Regions from separate parts of the Sus scrofa genome. Here regions 1 and 2 are each linked to region 3. Evidence: chromatin contacts called from public Hi-C and HiChIP or PLAC-seq data. All regions are on one chromosome and are shown on one strand. The core of a region is the stretch at or near the end of the contact, and the rest is flanking DNA. Distances in the headings are between cores, read along the strand shown.

Evidence for each region. Hi-C and Micro-C count contacts between places; a contact is called where the count stands out from the background. HiChIP or PLAC-seq counts read pairs in DNA pulled down with a chosen protein or histone mark.
Region 1: an H3K27ac HiChIP or PLAC-seq map of alveolar macrophages shows a contact between it and region 3. The contact joins two enhancer-like sites.
Region 2: a contact with region 3 is called in a Hi-C map of liver, with 5 times the contacts expected there. The contact joins two enhancer-like sites. A contact is called at or near these places in 1 of 47 Hi-C or Micro-C datasets (liver) and 2 of 2 datasets of contacts at active chromatin or transcription factors (alveolar macrophages and skeletal muscle).

Annotation. Positions count from the first base shown.
Region 1 is chr16:46,318,942-46,321,641 of Sscrofa11.1, forward strand. No RefSeq gene overlaps it. Among named protein-coding and RNA genes, the nearest start is that of PIK3R1, 110 kb to the right of the region's middle. Within about 2 kb of position 1,365, at least 2 of the 83 cell types and tissues checked have an H3K27ac peak or open chromatin away from gene starts, as enhancers often do. A contact at or near this core is called in alveolar macrophages, where this site is marked.
Region 2 is chr16:46,231,971-46,234,670 of Sscrofa11.1, forward strand. No RefSeq gene overlaps it. Among named protein-coding and RNA genes, the nearest start is that of PIK3R1, 200 kb to the right of the region's middle. Within about 2 kb of position 1,296, at least 13 of the 83 cell types and tissues checked have an H3K27ac peak or open chromatin away from gene starts, as enhancers often do. A contact at or near this core is called in liver, where this site is marked.
Region 3 is chr16:46,461,613-46,464,312 of Sscrofa11.1, forward strand. All of the region lies in intron 2 of PIK3R1 (phosphatidylinositol 3-kinase regulatory subunit alpha), which reads left to right. Among named protein-coding and RNA genes, the nearest start is that of PIK3R1, 28 kb to the left of the region's middle. Within about 2 kb of position 1,304, at least 13 of the 83 cell types and tissues checked have an H3K27ac peak or open chromatin away from gene starts, as enhancers often do. A contact at or near this core is called in alveolar macrophages and liver, where this site is marked.

The sequences.
Region 1 (2,700 bases), core at 115-2,614, 140 kb before region 3:
AGAGAGGACTAATCTCTCAGCAGATTTATTAGCAAATACCCCATTTCTTCATCTCCTAATGCCCGTGTGACTTTACCACACTGAGTCCAGTGTTATTGCCTCGAGAGCCACCAAGGTTAGACATCACTGGTGCTGTCTCCATCTCTGAAGAGCAGTCCATCAGCGGGCCTTGGTACTACTGCTCGGGACGCTCACTAGGACAGATGATAGAGCAGTGGTAAATCAAAGTTATAACTACGCCAGCTCCCGCCAGTCTGTCTCCACTCAAAGCGTCCATTTAGCCGGGAAGCACAGCAAAATTTATAGCCTGGACTTTTATTGTGTGGCACTTCAACACTGCGAGGAACCCTATACTCATGACTGAGATCCTTTAAGAAAGGCAGCCCCTCACTTTGTTTTAACCTATAGTGAGTTCAGTAGCCAGCCGAGGCTGCCATAGGCCTGAAATTCATCCGTTTGACATTCACAAATCTCTTCAACTATCACTTTGCATTTTACTTCGGAGGATGCCACAGGTTTAAAAAGAAAAATGATTGTTTATAGCAACAATTCTGTTTTTTACTCATTTCCTTTCTGCACCACGTGTTTGTCAAAGATTTAAAATGAACAGTGTCGTTTGGGAAACACTCTAAGAATGCCAATATGTTCATCTCTCTCCTTCTCTCTTTAATTTTCTGAGTGCCTTGCTGTTGAGGCTAATGAGACAAATGGATGGAAAAACTCTAACTTCTCTTCACTTGTCCTCTCAGGAGTGATGCCCTAGCACATCACATAATGTCAAGATTCTTACAGTCCCCAAACACATGTATATCTTATCCCACTTCCCTGCTTTATTTTTTCTCCCTAGCGATTATAAGCATCCAACAGACTACTTATATACACAGTACATACATATTTTGCTTATTTGGCTTAGTCTGTCATATTCAGTGGAATGTAAACTGCATGAGGACCAGGATTTCTATCTGTTTCATCCACTGCTGCATCTCTAGCATCTAGAGCACGGCCTAGCACATAATACATGCTCAATAAATATAGGTTGAAGGTAAATTACATTGACATCATAAATAATTTATGTCGGGCAGTGACTATCTCATCTCTTCACTCTTAATGGGTTTCCATCCCAGATTCCAAGGCCCTGTCTTTAAGCATCAAATCCAGCCTAGGTCTTTACTTAGCATCGCATCCACCAAATTCCACCTAATCTAGTCCTGGCAGGTAATCTGATCAACCAAATCCTGAAGAACAATAGTGGTTGCATGTGTTGCCCCATCACAAATCGCTTTGTGATGGGGCAACACATGGGGCAACAAGCCTTAGCCTCAAGCAGTGACTCTTATGACAAATCAAGTCCCAAGGGCCCTACTCATAACCCTTCCTCATCCCATCATTGAAGCAATGTGTGGGATTGATCAGTCTACAAGGTTTCAGAGGCTCCTACTTCAATCTGCACAGGTCATGAGGCAGAGAATAGGGCTAGTCACAGAGAGGGGCAAGTCAGAGGGTGGCATTAATAATGCAACGTAGAGGAATCAGCAAACTTTTCCTGTAATGGGCCAGAAAGGAAATATATTAAGCCTTGCAGGCCATGATCAATTCTGCTGTTGTTATGTGAAGATACCATACGAAGTAGAATCCTGGCTGCTTTCCAGTACCATTTCATTCACAAAAATAAGCTGTGAGTCAGATTTGGTCCATGGGCCATAGTTTGCTGAACACTGCTCTAGACATGGGGGAAATGTAAAATAGCCTCAAACTCTACTCTGTAGGCTCTTAAATCTAAAATCCAATAGGGTTTTGTTGCTTGATTGGTGCATTATAATGTAACCAATAACGACCTGTAATCTGCATGCCTACTGGTTAATTTTTATTTTTTTATTATAGTTGATTTACAATCTTAAGCCAATTTCTGCTATATATCAAAGTGACTCAATCACACACACATATGTACACACATTTTTTTTGTATTATTTTCCATCATGGTCTATCCCAGGATATTAATCTTTCTGTGCTATACATTCTAAATATAATGATCTGCATCTATTAATCCCAAACCACCAATCCAACCCACTCCCCCACCACTCCTCCTTGGCATTCACGAGTCTGTTCTCCATATCTGTGAGTCTGTTTCAGTTCTATAGATAGATTCATTCGTGCCATATTTTAGATTCCAGATATAAGTGATCCCATATGGTATTTGTCCTTCTCTTTCTGACTTACTTCACTTAGTATGAGAATCTCTAGTTGCATCCATGTTGCTGCAGATGACATTATTTTGTTCTTTTTTATGACTGCGTAGTATTCATTATAAACACACACACACACACACACACACTTATATATAATATAATCCATTCATCTGTCTTCTTAATCCATTCATATGTCGATGGACATTTAGGTTGTTTCCATGTCTTGGCTATGGCGAATAGTGCTGCAGTGAACATACGGATGCATGTATCTTTTTTTTTTTTTACCTTAAATGATTTTTATTTTTTCCATTATAGTTGGTTTACAGTGTTCTGTCAACTTTCTACTGTACAGCAAAGTGACCCAGTCATACATACATATATACATTCTTTTTCTCATAGTATCCTCTATCATATTCCATCATAGGTGACTAGATACAGTTCCCAGTGCTATACTGCAGGAGCTCATGGCTTATCCATTCCAAAGGCAATAGTTTGCATCTGTTAACCCCAGACT
Region 2 (2,700 bases), core at 46-2,545, 230 kb before region 3:
AGGTCAAGACAAAGGGGGCTTCTGCTTCAGGGAACCATGTTGCATTTCCCAAAAGTAGTACTCATTGACCCCTGAAAATCATGGAAATGAGAGTGTGACTATCTCTCTGTTCAGAACAGCCATCCTGGAGGACCTCAGGCTTTTGAACTGGAAGCAACCATATCTAGGTATATCAAGGTGACAAGTGTCATGCTCCTCCTGTACAACTTGCCATTCCTGTAGATACAGATGAAGAGTCTCTTAAGACAACAATTGCTGCTGATGGTGTAATTTCACACGTTCACAGATCACTAATGGGGAAGAAAGGATAATGAGAACTTGGATGCCCGGGTTTCTGGCTACCTCAGAACTCTAGATATTTGAGTGCCTTTCTGGTGTCAGTGATTCCAGTGGCTTGCTTCACTATGGAAAACCCAATTTTGCCTTTCTTTAATGTTATTTTGGCAAGTTAGAAGTTTAACAACCTCTTTAGAAACCAATCTCTGCATTTGGTTTTAAGTATATGTAGGTGTCCATACAGTTTGATGTTATTAATCCCAAAGGAGTGGGTTTGAACTGAGTTGACTATTTTTCATCATGACGTAAAGTTGTAGCAACAAGCACGTAGTTTTGTAGAGATTTATTTGCATTTTAGGGACTAGGAAGTTCATATTCAAAACTTAAGGAAGAGGGAAAAGGAAGAAAGGGAGGGGAAGGAGGAGATGGAAAGGAAGGGACGAGGAAGAAGTAGGTAGAAACAAGGTGGGGTGACCAGGAGGAAAGAAAGAATATCTGAGAACAAGGTAGCAAAGCATCCTTTTGAAAGGTGGCTGAAAGAAGTGATATTGTTGCAAAGCCAGTGAGTGCCCTGAGGCTGCAGGAAGAGGCATGGATAGGTAGATATGAATCCACTCCTGGCAGCCCCCAACATTCAAGACCATTCCTCTGGTCTTCTGTGGGCAGAGGAGCTGCCACAGACTAGGACTCAGCAATGAGAAGGAGGATAAGAAGGTGGTCCATTCTCCTGGGCCAGGCCCAGCTGATAGCAGTCCTAGCCAAGACTGCTTCTGGGCAAAGAACTTGCTTAATGGGCCCCCACATCACCAGCACTCACTAAATGTTGAAGAACACAAATACTGGGATCACTTTTAAAATTGCTAGCTGTTTCTCTTCAAATGTGGGTTGAATTTTCTTTCGCAATACGAACTATGTTCCTGCCAATTTTAAAGTTTACAGCTCCAGCTGTTAGGGAGTTATGTAAGAGCAAAATGATCAAAGGGCTTCAAGAGTGGAAAATGCATTTTTCCCCTTGGTTGCATAACTCCCGCAATGGAATGGGCGATGTAATCGAAGCATCACTGGCCCACCGCTCCTGCCCATCACTGCTACTTCTACAAGTGGGAGAAAAAAAAATCACCTTGGAGGGGGAACCAAGGACATAAAAAATATTTGTTGGACTCAAATTTAGAGTGCCCAAGCATTTTTGCAAAGAAAGTTGCAAGTAACTGAAACAGGTTAAAGGAGAAACGAAATTCCCCTCAACTCTAGGGGAGCTTTCTGTAAAAATATGAACTTGGTACATCAAAAATATAGTTTGTTATATATAGGCACCATGATATTCTAATATCAGTATTTTATGAATACCATTCTTCCTATTGGTTTTTTAGTCCTTTCAGAAAAGGTAACTTACCTTTTGACCTGGTGTCCCCTGGCCCTGGCATACAATACGATCTGATCAATATATCAAATGCCTAAATAAGGATTATTGAAAATGTAACTTTAGCTGTGTATCTGCAGAAGCCTAGACATGATGCAGTGACAATGTTTGCAAGGAAGAGGCAGAGGCTTGATAAAGGCCAAACAGGTGTTATTTTTTTCTGATTTCCTTTTTTCCATATGGATCTAATTCAAAAAGAATAAGAAAAATTGAGCAAAGTCAGGTGAGAGAAGTGGGCAAAGGCAATGGTCTCTGTAAGCCCTTAGCAATAACTACAGAATATCCTGGGGGCTTCAGATACCAGTGGTTTGTCCTATGCATTTCTGGAAATATCAGCTACCAGACTGTCTTAACCCCTGCCCATAATCCCAGTGAGTAGTTGTGAAAAGCCAGGGCCCAAGTGACCCCATATGCCCCTAAGAATGGCCTGATCACCACTTGTCAAATTATATTCCAGATCCAGGACACACTCAGTCAATGAACAGCATAATTAGATTTATAAGACCTACTTCAAAAATCCAGGGAGATCCATACTCAGTGGATAGATTCCATTCCCCATCCGGAGGTGGTGGTAGGGGAAGCTAGAGATGAATTCCAAAGAGCTAGTGAAGGGTACCAGGAGGGCAGCAGGATGAGGGGACAGGATGGCCCTTGCTAACTTTCAGAGGCACTTGCCTCTCCTTTGTGGTGGGATTGGCACTTCCTGCATCCTTGCTGTTTCCACTCCACCACCCCTACCTGGCCCTTCCATTTTTCTGGTCTGGATCACCTGTTGAAGAGAGCAGAGGATTCCTCCACTGGAAAGATGTTCAATTAGAAGACTCTAAGACCCTTCTACCTTTCCAATTCTCCATCTGTATATATTTTAACAACCGTCTCCTGGATCTGTATTCACCCTGCATCTTTCAGGACCCTTCCCTACTCTATAGAAACCTTGGATTACTTTCACTGTCCCGCTCAAAGGCTGAAAACGTCCTCCCACCTTCCCCTAGCCTATTGGATGA
Region 3 (2,700 bases), core at 54-2,553:
GGTGTCAGAGCAGTGTCAGTGTTTGAACCTAGAGTTGGAATCTTTGATAGCAATTCCGGTCTGGAAGAATGTATGGATTAGGTAAATAAAAGCTTAATTTTCACTCAGAGAGCAGCTGTGACTAGCAGCTGAAGCTAGAACATGGATCAGGGATCTGAACTTTTCCTTGTGGCCTCTGGTTGAGTCTTCCATAGCAGTCAAACTTTGGTTTGTGTCAGGCGTGATGTAGAAAGCCAGAGGAGAAGTCCAAGGCGCTAGTGGTTTCATTAAGTCGTCAAGATGGATTTAATGATTTTATTTGGAGCATTACTTCCAGTGAGCCACAGCTGGGGGCTCAGAAAGAGAGGTCTTCCAAGGGTAGCCAGGCTCTCAAGTACTTTCCCAGGGTCAACTACTGCAATATGGCTTAACCGTAGGGCAAAAAAATCCACCCCTCTTGGAGGAATTAAGGTATCCTATGTAGCTGTGATTGGGGAAAATTCACTCCTGCGAAACGAGACGTATGCTGGGTTGACCAGATAGCCCGAAGCTGAGCTATACCCAGGCTGTCTCACATTCTCAAGGCCTCTTTCTTGAACTTGTCTTCTTTCAGACTTTACCTTCATTTTCTGGGTAAGTAGGAATGTATTTATAGGGAAAGCCCCTGGTTTGGGTTTTGTAAGCTTTCCAGAGAAAACTGGATCCAAGAGGGAAAAAGATTTGCTGACCCCTGTCTCAGAGGTTAACATTTTCATTTATGTTTTACATGACTCATTTTAAATTACAGTGCTCTACAGATATAGAAAGAAGCCTTCCTCTTCCCACCCTCCCCCAGATACCACATAATGGAAAAAAGCAAGAATTTTCTGCATAAGCAAGACTTTTTTTTTTTTTTTTTTTAAACAAAAAGCCAGTCTCTGATGGGACTTTTTTCCTGTCAGAATTCCCACTGGTCCACTGTTGCAATATTTACAAAAGGCCATGATGAAAGAGGAAAGCCCATTTTTGAGCCCTTTGCCTCTGTGTTATGTAAAACATAACTTGTATTTCTGTTCTTGGTATTAGAAAAATTGTTATTTTTGAACTTCTCTGATGGGCTGGTAAACCTGCTAGGCCTCTTAATTGTTAAAGGCTAATTTTGATTAAGAAAAGATTTGTTCCTCTGCTCTGAGTAGACACGTAAAACTTCGAAAAAGGTTTGGATGTTCTGTTTCCTGTTTTTTTAAAAAAAAAAAAAAATGTCCCTTCTTATGAACTCAACTGGATGAGAGGATGTTCCTCAGAGAAAATTCAGCTCTGGGAGGAACCATCCATGGAGGTCGTAACCTAGAACATTTTTGAAGGGAAGTTTCACTGAAACTTACAAGAGGGTGGGGTTAGGAAGGAGAAAGTTCTGTTCTACCATAGTTTTAGCTGAATAAATCATTTTACTCTGGAGCCTGGTCAGTCAGTCCCATAATTTGTAGCTGATTGTCAACAGAGGTCCTTGATGTCAGTTCACTGTGCAGGAAGGAGGTGGCCCGGGGCCCCATTAGGAACTTGTACTAAAGTTGTATCTTTCTTTCTTCCCCAGAATGTTCACTGGAGAAACTTCTTTTATCGATTGAGCCTTGGTGATCTTTTATTTCTACATGAAAACCTTTTAAAACTAACATAATTCAACTTGATCTTTTTCTTCTAGTTAGGTAGAAGATAGAATCAGCTGGAAGCGCAGTTGAAAGGAGTGTATTCGCATGGGTGCAGGACTGAGAGATGGAAAGTTCTGCTCTCTCCTTCAGTGGGACTATAAACCAGCTGTGGTAGTAAACACGGGGATCCCAGCGTTGGCAGCCCTGCTTTTGCTTTACAGACAGTTTGATTTGCCAGCCAAAAAGAAGCTACATCAAGATTAGCTCCCAGACTGGGGCTTTAGCAAGTGCTCAATTAACTTTGGCAGCTCAGGGGGAAAAGCAGGTTAGTTTGGGGATCCAGATTCTGAAGAGTGTGCCGTTGAACCGCATGAACCAGAGGACAAGAAACTGTTTAATTAAAACTTCATAAAATGGTTCCTTAAGCTTCATGGACAATTGAGTAACTTCAGTTTCCTCTCTTTACTGTTGTTTACTTCCTGCTCTTCTTGAATTGAGCATTAGGTATTCTGGTCTCTTACAATGAGAAGATTAAACAGCTGTACTTTAAATTAAAGCATTAATTTGGAGTGTTCTGTGGCTGCATTAATTATATCTTTACTAAGATTACATTCCTGTGGATTTGACAGATGTGTATAAGCAGCAGTGGGGCTTATCCACAGCAGACCCAAATTCTGTTCACCACTGAGCCTTGGCGATCTTTTATTTATACATAAAAACCTTTTAAAATTGAAATAATTCGACTTGATTTTTTTTTTTCTTCTAGTTAGGTAGAAGATAAAAGAATTGGCATAGAGTCAATTGTGGGCATATTTGCATGGGTGCAGCACTGAGGGATGAAAATTCTGTTCTTCATTCAGTGGGATATAGCGAGAAGCATGTGTTGAAAGTTTCTCACCTAAACAGGTCGTAATTACAGACTTTAGGGTTTATTTCTTTTAATTAGAACATTATGCTCACTCAGTGGTCCTTATGAAAACTTTTTTTCTATCTGTATATTTTATATCAAATGATAAGTTAAATTGCTCTGGTACATTGAAGAGTTCTTTCCTGTAACCCTAATTGTAGTTCATGCTGAATACATCAAGGCTAC